Regions from separate parts of the Gasterosteus aculeatus genome. Here region 1 is linked to region 2. The links are chromatin contacts, called in public Hi-C maps. All regions are on one chromosome and are shown on one strand. The core of a region is the stretch at or near the end of the contact, and the rest is flanking DNA. Distances in the headings are between cores, read along the strand shown.

Evidence for each region. Hi-C and Micro-C count contacts between places; a contact is called where the count stands out from the background.
Region 1: a Hi-C map of skeletal muscle shows a contact between it and region 2, with 10 times the contacts expected there. The contact joins two enhancer-like sites. A contact is called at or near these places in 6 of 6 Hi-C or Micro-C datasets (blood and trunk muscle, liver, skeletal muscle and 2 more).

The regions. Positions count from the first base shown.
Region 1 is chr1:30,213,885-30,219,966 of fGasAcu3.hap1.1, reverse strand. No RefSeq gene overlaps it. Among protein-coding and RNA genes, the nearest start is that of acvr2ab, 17 kb to the right of the region's middle. Within about 2 kb of position 2,911, at least 1 of the 9 cell types and tissues checked has open chromatin away from gene starts, as enhancers often do.
Region 2 is chr1:30,174,337-30,180,858 of fGasAcu3.hap1.1, reverse strand. acvr2ab (activin A receptor type 2Ab) reads left to right here. Exons shown (of 11, transcript XM_040170371.2): 5 at 2,539-2,682; 6 at 3,022-3,165; 7 at 4,883-5,028; 8 at 5,118-5,232; 9 at 5,530-5,668; 10 at 5,755-5,885; 11 at 5,984-6,522. The coding sequence ends at 6,178. Among protein-coding and RNA genes, the nearest start is that of orc4, 11 kb to the right of the region's middle. Within about 2 kb of position 3,723, at least 4 of the 9 cell types and tissues checked have open chromatin away from gene starts, as enhancers often do.

The sequences.
Region 1 (6,082 bases), core at 1,662-4,161, 40 kb before region 2:
TGTAACTTGGACACAAGGTGGCGGTATTTCATCACAGAGGTTTTCTCCTTCTCTAAATAGCGGTGCATTGTTTTAATATGTACTGTATTCATTACGAAATTAATTAAGACAAACTGACCTCCAGTAGTTATTTTATTAGTTTACACAGTTTAGTGTTGGTCTTTTGCTGGATTCAACGTTATAGTATTTTATGTTTGAGCTTAAATATGTATTTATTTTTCGTTTGATGTAGTTTGAAAAAACGGCCGCCAGGGGTCCTTGTTTAACAAAATATCGATCTGGAATCCAGATGATGACTGATTATATTAGCATAGAGAATGTATTACCAATACATTGTAGTCAGATTAATATCTGAGAAGTGTCCTTTGGGGACCTGATCCAACTATATAAGGGAGCAGAACACCTTACTAATTAATTGTAAAGGTTAGTTGGGAGAAGAATATTTGAAAAGAGCAGAATAGTCCAAATGTTACACTGCTAAAATATGTCCATTGTGTTAACAGGGAACCATTTGGCCTGATTAAAGGATCACTAACTCAAATGAGCTTCTTTTAAGCAGAAACATTTCATTTCAGTTTGAACAAGATTACTCCCATGATGAACAATGAGAGACATTTTGTTGTATTTTGCTTCCATGATTTGTTGTCTTCAGTATTTATTGATTTAATGGTCGGCTGCAGGAATTGCAGCTTCTTTTCTGTTTGCTTGAAAGGACCGACCATAGAAATGTAAATGCAGCTTCACAGAGCAGTGCTCTTATTCTCTGAAGTGTTATGAAAAAAAGTCTCCCAGTCCCATTTCATTTGTCAAGGGGCTACTTGAGAATGAAAGATACCCACCCACCCCCCTCTCAAGGACATATGAGCTCATGCTGCCTGGCCGGCTGCCTGGACGAGGAGGAAGAGGAGGAGGAAGAGGAGGCGTTCATCAGGTGCATTACGTCACCGCGGGCCAATCCGCTGCCCTCTGACATGATCTTTGAGAGGAGCGTCCGTAGCGGAGATCATCGCGTGGGAACCGGATCAGAGCTGGATTTCACCTCAGGGGTCACAAGGTCAAACGGACAAACCCTCCGCTGGCAGGTCGTCGCGTGAGGTTTTCATTTATTTATTTTGAATCTGTCCCCAATCAAACATCTTGGGTGATAATATTACTTTTGTATTGCTTTGACTGAGCAGCATTCAAATAAATCAACAGAATTAATCACCTGTATTCGCCTCCTTTTTTCCAGTTCTTTTTGCTGCGCTTGTTGCACACAAAATATCCGTATGACAAAAAACAAAACAAATTAATGATTAAAAATAAATCAATACGTGGGACATAAAACCTTTAAAATGACGCAACACTCTCGAGGTCGCTCGTCCTGTGCACAGAAGTAAGGCTGTAAAGCTGTCAGCCTCGCTCTGCTTCAACCTCCGGCAGATTGTGTGTCTGTGTGGGTGTGTGTGTGTGTGTGTGTGTGTGTGTGTGTTTGTGTGTTCCGCCCTTTCACCCAACATGAACCCACCCGTCATTCCTTGAATGATGAACTGATGGAAACATGTGAGCACGATGGAAGGATGGATGGATGGATAGAGGATGGATGGATGGATGGATAATCTACTGCACACACACACACACACACACACACACACACACACACACACACACACACACTGATATGATTAGCACCATTCACCCTTTAAGAAAGTACATTGTGTTCACAACAGAGGAGCCTGCGATTAGACTCAATCTAATGTTCTGCGGTTAAACTGTCTGTCTGCACTCCGACATTCAGGAACAAACAAATCTCGTCGAGGTCAAACGTCAACGATTGTGGGGGAGAAGGAACAACGGAAATGGAGGCTCCGTGCAGACGGAGGCAGGAAGAAGCTGGTTATGAATCCATGAGGATTAGTGGTTTCACTGGCACGCGAGTGTGAGACGGCACACCGAGTGAACTCTGTCAGGCTGCACTTTAAGGCGTCACACGGTGAGATGATCCCTCTCTGCATCTGGATCAAAGGTTAAAGGTAATCCGAAGATGTTCTTGGACGTTCCTCTTGTTCTCCAGGAAGAGTCTGTAGTTCCTTAAACAGCAGGTGGAACCTTTTGTCTTTAAAAGTGACGGCGGGACAACGCCATCAACATGGACACAAGTCGATGAAGCATCTGTGATGGGAGGAGCCTAATCGAACTAGCCAATGACCTACATGCCCAAAGCCGTGCCAGGTCCCTGCATAAGACAATCACTGTGGTTTAATAGCATGAAGGAAAGCTAGATCAGATACCGTGTGCCCCCCCCCCCGTCGGGCAGCGTGTTTGGAGCAGTGATGACAGGGCTGGCACCAACAGGGAGTGCTGCAAGCTGGCCTCAGACCAGCGGCGTGCAGTGTGTGTGTGTGTGTGTGTGTGTGTGTGTGCGCGTGTTGGTGTGAGGCGCCTGTCTGGCTTCTGGCTGGAGCTCGAGGTTGAGGCCTGTTGGAAACAGGGAGATATAAGTGCAGATGCCAAAAGTGGACTCTCTCCAGCCGGTGGGGGGGGGGGGTCCGAGTCTGCCTGGATACACGGACGCAGAGTGAAATAAACAACAATGACACAAAATGTGAGGTAACAGAACCCAGGAGTCAGAAATAGTCCCATTTGTATGTTGGTGTGTCGCTTCATCTAATAACACACTCGTCCTCTTGCACTTTTACTGCAATTTGCAGTCAAAAGAAAACTAATTTACAGACATTTTCATTCTTTTGTTTCCTAGTCGCTAACCCTTAAAAACAAGTTGTAACCCTTTTGAACCGTCCTCCCTCGCACGCTCTCACTCTAAAGGCCTGAAGCTCAAAATGGGACCTGACAAAGATAGAAGTACAAGATCACACACACACACACACACACACTGTTACCTCCTGAGTATTAAAAATCACACCGCTTAAATCAACACACACATGACAGCCAACAGAGTGTGTGCGCGCGTGTGTATCGCCGCACCGCTGCAAAGACCTTTGACCCTTTCTGATGATGGAGGACCACAGAGTTCTGTGTGTGCGTCTGCTGGCGTTGTTGTCCTGCGGTCTGCAGCGTGTAATCAGCCCGACCCGGCGGCCCGCTGTGAACGCTCCGCGCTTAGCGCCATATTCTGCAGAGCACCGAGTCGACCACAGAGGCCTTTTTCACTCTGAGGCTTCGCTCACCTGCCACGCACACTCGGCGCGCGTGTGTGTGTGTGTCTTGGTGTGTTTCTCGCATTGGTTTCCGCCGTGGCTGGAAATCAATTTGGGTTCTTTCATTTTCTGTCCAAAAGCATATGGAAAACAGCATTTTGGTCTATTTTAGTCGGGCGGAGAGGCTTTGGTCTGAAGCTTTGACGACTCTGAGTTGCTGCTTCTCATTTGCAAGGTAGAAGGCGGCAAACGTGACGGAAGGACAGACACGAAAGAGGTTCAGCGCTTCTTCGGGAATATTGTGTCTTTTTTGACACATTTGGGAGGTCATTCATTGGAAATGTGGCATGATATTTTCTGTAATATCTGAAGACCACATATGGCTGTGTGCTAATGCATTCCTTGCGAAAAGCCGTTTCCTGTTTGACATTATAGATGCGAGTTATTATTAGGTGTGATCTCAGCAACCCACAGTACATTTCGTCTCGGCTGGCAGAAGCGCACACTGACACGTGGTGAACGGTGTGAAAAGAGACCTTAGTTTGTGGGGAAATAACAAAGAGAAGTCTCCTGGGTGAAAGACGTGTGTTTCTAACACTTTCCTCCAGTATTTCATCAGGTAACGGAACACCAATGAGTTGTCATGGTGACCGGACTGGATCGCCGTATATCAAATCCACACCAGAACAACGGCGCCGCGTTTATGGCGCTTTCTTTGATTGTGTCTCTGCGGTCGGTGGGTTCGGCGGGGCCTTTTTTTTATAACACGCCGATGTCTGCGAGTTCTGAGACGTGAACCAGAAGGAAGCCACGCAGAGAAAGAATTAACGTCTCTCTCTGATCGCTCGTTTTGTTCCTCTGTTCACCCGCCGACACCGTAAACGGGTGTGGAGGTCCTCCACCAGCTCAGGCCGCTGATGAAGTCTCGTTCTGATGTGCTTTCAATGGCGGCCTCGCTGAAAGCATCACACTCGTCTGTTGTTTCCTTCTCCTGTGAGGCGGCAGCAGAGAAGCTCTTTGTCAACGCGTGTTAAATATACAAGGTTGTTCCTCTCCATCTGTTTGTTACAGCGCTTACACCAAGAAACATATATATACATATATATATATATATATATATATATATATATATATATATATATATATATATATATATGCATGCCAGACATTACGTGCATTGAATGCATCGACTTTCAATAGGAACTCACACAATACTCAAAAAGTTAAATATTAGACGGACAGACAGAAAAAAAGTTTCCACTTTTCTCAACAGCTCTTATTGTAAATGTGAACTAGTGCATAAAAGAAGCAGATGCCTTAAAATAGTACGTACTGTTCAGGCGTCCCCCCCCCAGAGATGAAGTTTTTTGAAGTATTTAATATTCCGATCTTTTGCTGCTTGAAGACAGATTGAGGCCATCCAAGAGTCTCTGTCGTCCTCGGCTCCAAGCGGATCACCAGCAGGGGAAGGACATCGTCTTCATCATTCTGTTGTCTCTTGCATAATTGACGGTATTAACTTCCCATCGAGCAGGTCTAATTATTATCAATCCTCCAGTGAGGCGTGGAGCGTTTTGATTGGTGGAAGTTTAACCCCGGGGCCTAATGATAGTGTGTGAACATCTGGAGAGGCATTTTGGATTCAGGCTCACGGTCAGAGCAACATTCTGCTTTGTAATGACTCCTTTCATATTTCACACGTTAACTCGATGCTCTTTTCTCATTAAAAGACGAGGAAGCTGCAAACAAACATTTAAAATCACCCGTCTTAATTCAGAAGCGGTGCCGCAGACAGAGCGACTTCGTCACAAAGCCAAAGAAGCTCTCGGGGGAACCGACGGGCACTTTTCTCTTCTCTCTTTAACTCCTTCTTCCCCTCAGCAGCGCCCGGTGAACTTTGACCTGCACAGCTGGACGAACCCGCGAGCTTCAACTACGATGCGCTACACAGCTGCGTGAATGAGTGAGCGTTTTAAACAGACGTTTTCACCAGATCAGAAACACGCTGAATTAGTCTGTGGTTGGTTCGGGGGTCTAGCAGGTGGTCTTTTTGGCACCCGTTGAAGCAACCGTAGTCTTCCAGCAGCACTCGCCATCCACAGAGATCTGCCATTGACGTCTTCCCTCCGACACACGTGACGGATGGTGGGAGGGGGGGGAATAAAAGGCGGCGGCGGCGGCCATGTTTGATGCCAATGGCTCCCCGCTCACTCAATCAATGCCCGGGGCCCAGGTGACACATGGAAGGCAGAGAGAAAGAGAAAAGCTTTTCTAGCCAACAAAAGGATCCCTGTGCTCTCAGACACACCAACGAGTATCGATCCGTACCTCTGAGCCCCCCCCCTCACCCCCCCCCCTCCTCCACTAATGGATCCGATCGAACACACAAACTCAGTTTCAAGTCACATGTTTTATTCAGCATTTTGCGCTGCTACGCATCCGTTTGTCGCCGCTTTGGTTAAAGCTTTTATCGGTGTTGGTGGGGGAAGGACAGAGTGTGCCGCTTTCTTCTCACGCTTCAGAGATCACGCCGCGTGCCGTGGATTCCTCTTTCACAAGGTCGGGACTGCAGCTACGATCTGAATGCTTTGAGAAATCCAAAAAAACGGGCAAGAAGCGCAACGAGGTTCCTCGCCCCTTACGTGCGCGGCTTTTGTGCGTCGTCCTCCGCTTCTGGCGTAAAGCTCCTCGAAGGCCCTCAAAGCTAATGGAGCGATGTCGGACACATCGAGGACGCGGACGCCGGCGAGGGAGAAGAGCAGCAAAGAAACACACGTGCAGACAAAGTGTTCTGGCCCGGACAACAGTTCTCTGCAGCTCCTCGGCGGGCAGCTCGTGTGCGTTTCCTCCATTAACACCTCCTCGCTGTTTTGGGAGCTCGGGGAGTCGTTTCATTGTAACCACATAAGCAGCCTTAATTGCATAAGAGAGGCAGAGAGAAACAG
Region 2 (6,522 bases), core at 2,474-4,973:
CGTTGATGACTTTCAGCGCAGCGCGGCGCTCTGCCGATGGCGAGGATCATCACGCCCGTCAGTCGTCATTCCCACCTGTCCGTCATCTTGATTGGAGGCGGTGGCACATATTTCACCGGATGCTCAGGAGCGTGTCTGGGCGATGCACCGAGGGTTGCCGTGGAGACGCGCCGCGTCTCTCATCACCAGGGACCTACAACACAGAACCTCGTTGTGTCGATTTAATGGCCGTCTGGTTAACAACCCGCGTGGTTAAACCGTCTAAAGCATGAACCGAATCCTAATCGCGCAAGCTTTGTTTTTAGTGCTTTTGTTTCTGCAGACTCCTCTATGGATTGCATTTAAAATACGAATCCTGATCAGAATGGGAAATGCTTTAATTAGCGACCACAAAAAAACACACACACACACACACAAACACACACACAAGGGTTTGGAGAGGCAGACAATTTGATGAATTGCTTCAAAACACTGAGCGCATCACAATATTTAGAAATAATAACCGCTACTGACTGAGCGGTACGTTTTTAGTTCCATCTCCTCCTGCACAAAGTAAGAGGTGCTACTCGATGTGCTGAACACAGAAAGAAACATTTTTGTGAATCCGAGTACATCGTGTTCTTGAAGGTGTTTTTTTTTTTCCGTGGTGCCGAGTCGGGCCCGCGATGTAATCCGACCCAGGCACCGCCGCGGGTGACGTTCTCCCGCCTCTTGGCCGGCGCTCGGTGTGAACGCGGCGCCCGGAGACAGCAGGTCTGCCTCACAGCTCTCTGTCAGAGGGGAGACGCTTCGAGGCAGCTCGTCAAAGACTCCTCCATTCTTTCAATGTGCAGCTGCTACTGTGTGTACGACCTGCACCCCCGGAACCAATGAGTCGGGTATCAGAGATCAGCTCTGGAATACAACTAACATCATGCAATGCACCAAACCACCACAAGAATCTGCATTTCTGCACCGTTTTGTTTTATAGTCCCATATTTTTACATCAGAAATTGTGCTTTTTTTTTCTTTCCTGGGCCTCGTGTATCGTGCAGGAACAGCAGGCACAGATATTAAAGTATTGAACTGGAGAATCACATGTCATTTAAGAACAAAACTGCTGACTCTCGCTTCATGTGAGATTCTTCTCCTCCAAACGGCAGAACCTTCTTTTGTGTGTTGTTGTTCCGGACCAGGTGAACATTTTCAAATAAAAATCAAAGTACACTTGGCTTCCGATGCCACGATATTCCTGTCGGGACAGGCGCCCAAAGAGACGCGTGTTTGTCTTTAAGAAAGGCCGAATGCCAGAACCCCGGCAGTAATGTACCTTTTTTTTTTAAATTCCCCACAGCCAGAAGGGACGCATTATGAGTGCTTCACCTCGCCCGTGGCCCCTATAGGGAGCAAACCTCTAACCCAAAGGGGCATTTTATGTGGAGGTGCCATTGACGAGGTCCTTTGATAAATCACCACGCTACTTGAATGGAGCCTGTGGGCCTCGGGGTCCTTGAAACTCGCTCCAGCTTATCGAGCACCTTGTAAGCCTTCAGTTCAAGTAAAAACACGAACATTGGCTGCGGGGAGGTGGGGGGGGGCTTTTTCTTCTTTTCCTGACAACAGCGATACACAGACCTGGAGGTGAAGTGGAGATTTTACAGAAGCATATCTGGTTTCATCTGAGGCCATCAGTCATGTGCTAATCTTTCTCCGCTACCTTTTATCCTTTGGAAATGTGACTCCCTCAGTGCATGCTTCTTTTTGCCCCCCCCCCCCGTTCGTCCTTCCCTGTGAAGTCACATGTGAAAGTGATCAGCTTAATACCGATCACCAGCTGTGTTTAACCTACTCTACATTTGGAACACTTGGCCTCCTCGCTCCCACTTTTGTTTATATGGGATTAGCATGACACACGCATGAGGTTTGACCTGCCAGAATATATGGTTCCTTTCGGTCAGCCCCGTTCATATTCATTGGGGTTAAAGCCTGAGCTTTATGTGCCTTGCTCAGTGGCAGTGGAGGTTTCAGATTTCAACTTTGTTCTCCTTGACCGATTTGGTCCAAACTGGCACTTTTCCAGTTGCGATGTCTGTTAACTCGAGCAAATGCAGCATCCAGGGGTTTAATTGCGTTCTGAAATGAATGAATCAAACCCCTATTTAATATGCTGTGTCCTCGCTGCCAAAAAACGTCACAGTAATATTAATAAAGCTGATTTCAAACACGCAGCGCTCTCCCAAGTGCTTCAACTATCAAATAAAGCAAACCGCTGATCCATAAAACACAGAAGTACTGAGGCTCCACTGCATAAAGCATAAAGAGAGCGGCTAAAAACAGCATGTTGGCAAAGGATCGTAAGTGCACCTGGCCACCTCAGTCTATAAATGCAAGTTGTGTTTGAGGATGTGGAGATGACGCTGCCTCTGCTGCCCAAGCTCCTCAGGCACGCTGTTGCCGTGCCAACGGCCCGGTCACCTTCAGCAGAAGCCGATGCTGTTTCAATGTCGCGAGGGGAAGAATAACGCTCTCTCTCTCTCTCTCTCTCGCGCCCCCCCACAGGACCCCGGGCCCTCACCCCCGTCCCCCATTTTGGGACACAAACCGCTGCAGCTGATTGAGATGAAGGCCAGGGGCCGCTTCGGCTGCGTGTGGAAGGCCCAGCTGCTGAACGACGTCGTGGCTGTAAAGATCTTCCCCATTCAGGTATTGAACCGAGGAAGCTGTAGGCGAGGAGACGCCCAAGACGTTTCCTCCGTCGTATCGAATCACTTCTAACATTAATCTTCACCAGCGTGACCTTGATTTGTTAGAGGGTAACGTTAATGAAATATGTCCACGTTTAATGTCGCTGAAGGAGAATGTCGGGGGACTTGTCGCTGAAAGGAGACGGTGGAAATGTGAGGGAGAGGAGTTACTTTTAATTTCAACAAACTCTGAAGAGGCCGAACCCTCTGACGAGGCTTCAGGGCGAGACTCGGATGCCCAAATAACTCGACTTGGTGAGAGAAATAAAATCTGCATCCGTGTCTCTCCTCGGCCCAGGACAAGCTGTCATGGCAGAACGAATACGAGATCTTCAGCGTGAGCGGCATGAAGCACGACAACATCCTCCACTTTATGGGCGCGGAGAAGAGGAACAACAACCTGGACCTGGAGCTGTGGCTCATCACCGCCTACCACGAAAGGGTACGCTGTCCGGGAGGGAGGAGAAGTGGGCGCATATGGTCTTTTCTAATGTAACACAATTATTTTTGATGACTGAATTGCCCATTTTAACATAAATGTAGAGAGCCTGCATTCTCTTTCCCCTGACAAGGTCAAAAGAGCTTATCCACTGAAAGATTGGTACAAAATCTGCCTTTAGTCCAGCCTCTAAACCTGACGACGCTAGCCTGGCTAAGCTAGCTTCATCTAAACCCTGATGAAGACATCGGAGGGGGGAAAGCTTTGCTGCAGCAACAGTGCGGAGGGTGAACAGATGAAAGCTGTTGGTGCTGCATCGCTGCATCCAAAATAATTCAATCTAGTGTGTAACTGAAACTAGGACTGAAAAAAATGAGTCCAAATAAGCGCTCGAGTTCCCACAACCGAGCGAGAGGCAATTTGTCAAATTCAGACGCATTAACATAGTAAGAAAAGAATCAACATGGCGCTTCCTTTTTGGTCTACAACACAGGAGGAATGTGATTAGCGGCGGGCTTTAGACGACCCATCTCCGGTTACCAAATAACCCGGTTAGTGTGTGTCCCTGTGAAGACATTGTCCCGTGCTCCCTCTACACAGCTCTTGCAGCCCCCAGGACGGGCTGCTGGGAAGTTGTAAAGGCAAGAAAACAGGCATTGTCTTGCTAATCCAACAATCACAATACACTTCATGCTGTTCCCCTTTCCTTTTCACCAGCCCTGTTTGTCCAGAGAATGTGGATTTGGGCTTTGTTGGCCGCGTGGTGCTTCACTCGCCCTCGGCGGCGTTGGGGGGCTCTAAGTGCCTCTGTGCTTTGAGGGTCATTACCGACGGAGTGGAGAGTGATTCTCGCTTGCTTGGGTTTTTCCCCGCCTGGCCGAGAATTTAAATCGCCGTGCTTGAAGACCTTCCCTGTGTGAATTAAGGTTGGAGGGGTTGTGGGTGTGGGGCTTTTACCCAACAATGCACCTCTTGGTCAGCCACTCAACCCCGCAGTACGTCAGCAAGTGCTCCTCTGGCTCGTAGAAGCTCCTCAAGTAGGAATACCATTGAATGGACTAGTTTTAGCAAAGGTCATCCGACAAGCACAGATTTGAGCCTTGCCAAGCGTGCACTGTAATTATTCTGAAAGGACAAGTCTGTAGGGGATACATAACTTAAACTCTAACCTACAAAAAGCTTTTCCTTCCTGCCAGTTTTCGGGAACGTTGGCCACGGCAGCTCGGGCTGAGCCTTCGCTGGTGTAACAGCTGGAGCAGTGATTGGAGAGGCCTTGACAGCTGATTTATGCCTCGATGCTCGGTGCACGTACGCAGCTTCACGTGTTGAGGTTTGCACTATCCGTAGCATGCAGGGGCTTGCTCGAAGGATGCAGGCCCCTCCAAAACTCCCTATAATTAAAATATTTGTAGTAATGGCTGCCAGGGATGTTGCCTTTTTAATAATCACGCGGACTAAATGCATCTACATCTGTTGAAGTCGGCTGCCCCCTGGTGGTCACTACTGCAACTACGGCTGTCTTTGGCCCCGCAGGAAGTGACCTTGTATCCTACTGACATACATTATATAAGAACGTGGAATTGTCGAGGAAAAGGAACGTAAGCGGTGCCGTTGAAGATTAAAGCGTAAACATCTCAGTATACGGGAACTGCATTTATTCATAAAGAACCATTAACCCAGTGATTTAGGTAAATTATTAAACGCGTAACATCGTCTCCAGGGCTCGATGACCGACTACCTGAAGGCCAACGTGGTGTCGTGGAATGAGCTGTGCCACATCACCCAGACGGCGGCCCGCGGCCTGGCCTACCTCCACGAGGACATCCCGGGACACAAGGACGGACACAAGCCCTCCATCGCTCACAGGTTCCGCTGACTAGATATCGACACGGCTTCCATCACTCCGACACACTGTGGTCCGTCGCACTCAATGTGTTTCCCTCGTTGCCTCTCAGGGACATCAAGAGCAAGAACGTGCTGCTGAAGACCAACCTGACGGCCTGCATCGCCGACTTTGGCCTTGCCCTGCAGTTTGAGGCGGGGAAATCTGCAGGAGACACACATGGACAGGTACGGTTTGAAATGGGAACAACTCGTCCACGTCTTCACCACGTGTCTTGCCTTTTGGCCGCCAGCTAATGGCGGTGTTTTCAACGTGAATGTGTTGATTTGTGAGGTGCCAGTAGGTGGCAGTGTGGGACAGGAATCTCCTAACTCGCACTAATGGAACTTCTGGTACTGTCCCCCGCCAACTAAGTACATCGTCGAGCTGTTCCATGACTTCCTGATTCCTGGCAGCTTGTGCTTGATGTTCACCCTTGACCTCTCAAGCTGTTCCATCGTAACCCGCCCCACTCATCCCCTCAGGTGGGGACGCGGCGCTACATGGCTCCCGAAGTCCTGGAGGGCGCCATCAACTTCCAACGTGACTCCTTCCTGCGCATCGACATGTACGCCTTCGGCCTGGTCCTCTGGGAGCTCGCCGCGCGGTGCACCGCCGCCGACGGTGAGACCACCGCATTCAATGTGGCCGCCGTGCCGCCCGCTGTCTTTGGGTTCACTTTAATAGTGTAATAATGTGTTTGTTACCAGGCCCGGTGGATGAGTACATGCTCCCCTTTGAGGAGGAGGTGGGTCAGCATCCGTCTCTGGAGGACATGCAGGATGTGGTCGTCCATAAGAAGCTGAGGCCCGTTCTGAGGGACTGCTGGCAGAAACACGCGGTGAGCAGAGACGTCTCGGATCCAGCAGAGCCCCGTGGAGACGCTGATCACGTGACCCTGGATGACCCCGCTGCGCTCTCTCTCTCTCTCTCTCTCAGGGTCTGGCCATGCTGTGTGAGACCATCGAGGACTGCTGGGACCACGAGGCCGAGGCTCGCCTGTCCGCCGGCTGCGTGGAGGAGCGCATCGGCCAAATGAAGCGCCAGGCCCCCGTCATCGGGCCCGAGGAGATCGTCACCGTCGTCACCACGGTGACCAACGTGGACCTCCAGCCCAAGGAGTCCAGCTTATGAGCGCCAGCCGGAGCGCGGATCAGCGCGAGGCGATGAGCAGCCGACCCGGGCCGGTTGGCGAGGTGTTATTTTTCTTTTTTTGTTCCTTCTTTCCATTTTTCTGTTTTTGTTCCTTTTTTGAAGTGCGGGCCGCTACTCGCGTTCAGGAAACACCCTGCGCCCGCCTCACCACGTCACCCGATACCATATTAATACGTAACATTTTACCTGTGGAAACCGTTGAGGATGAAACAAAGTGGTGCTCAGCTGCTGGGACGCCGACACGCAACAAACACTTTTATCATGTATTGTTTTCACACACACACACACACACACACAGGGGGGCGACCTGTTCTGCCCGGTTT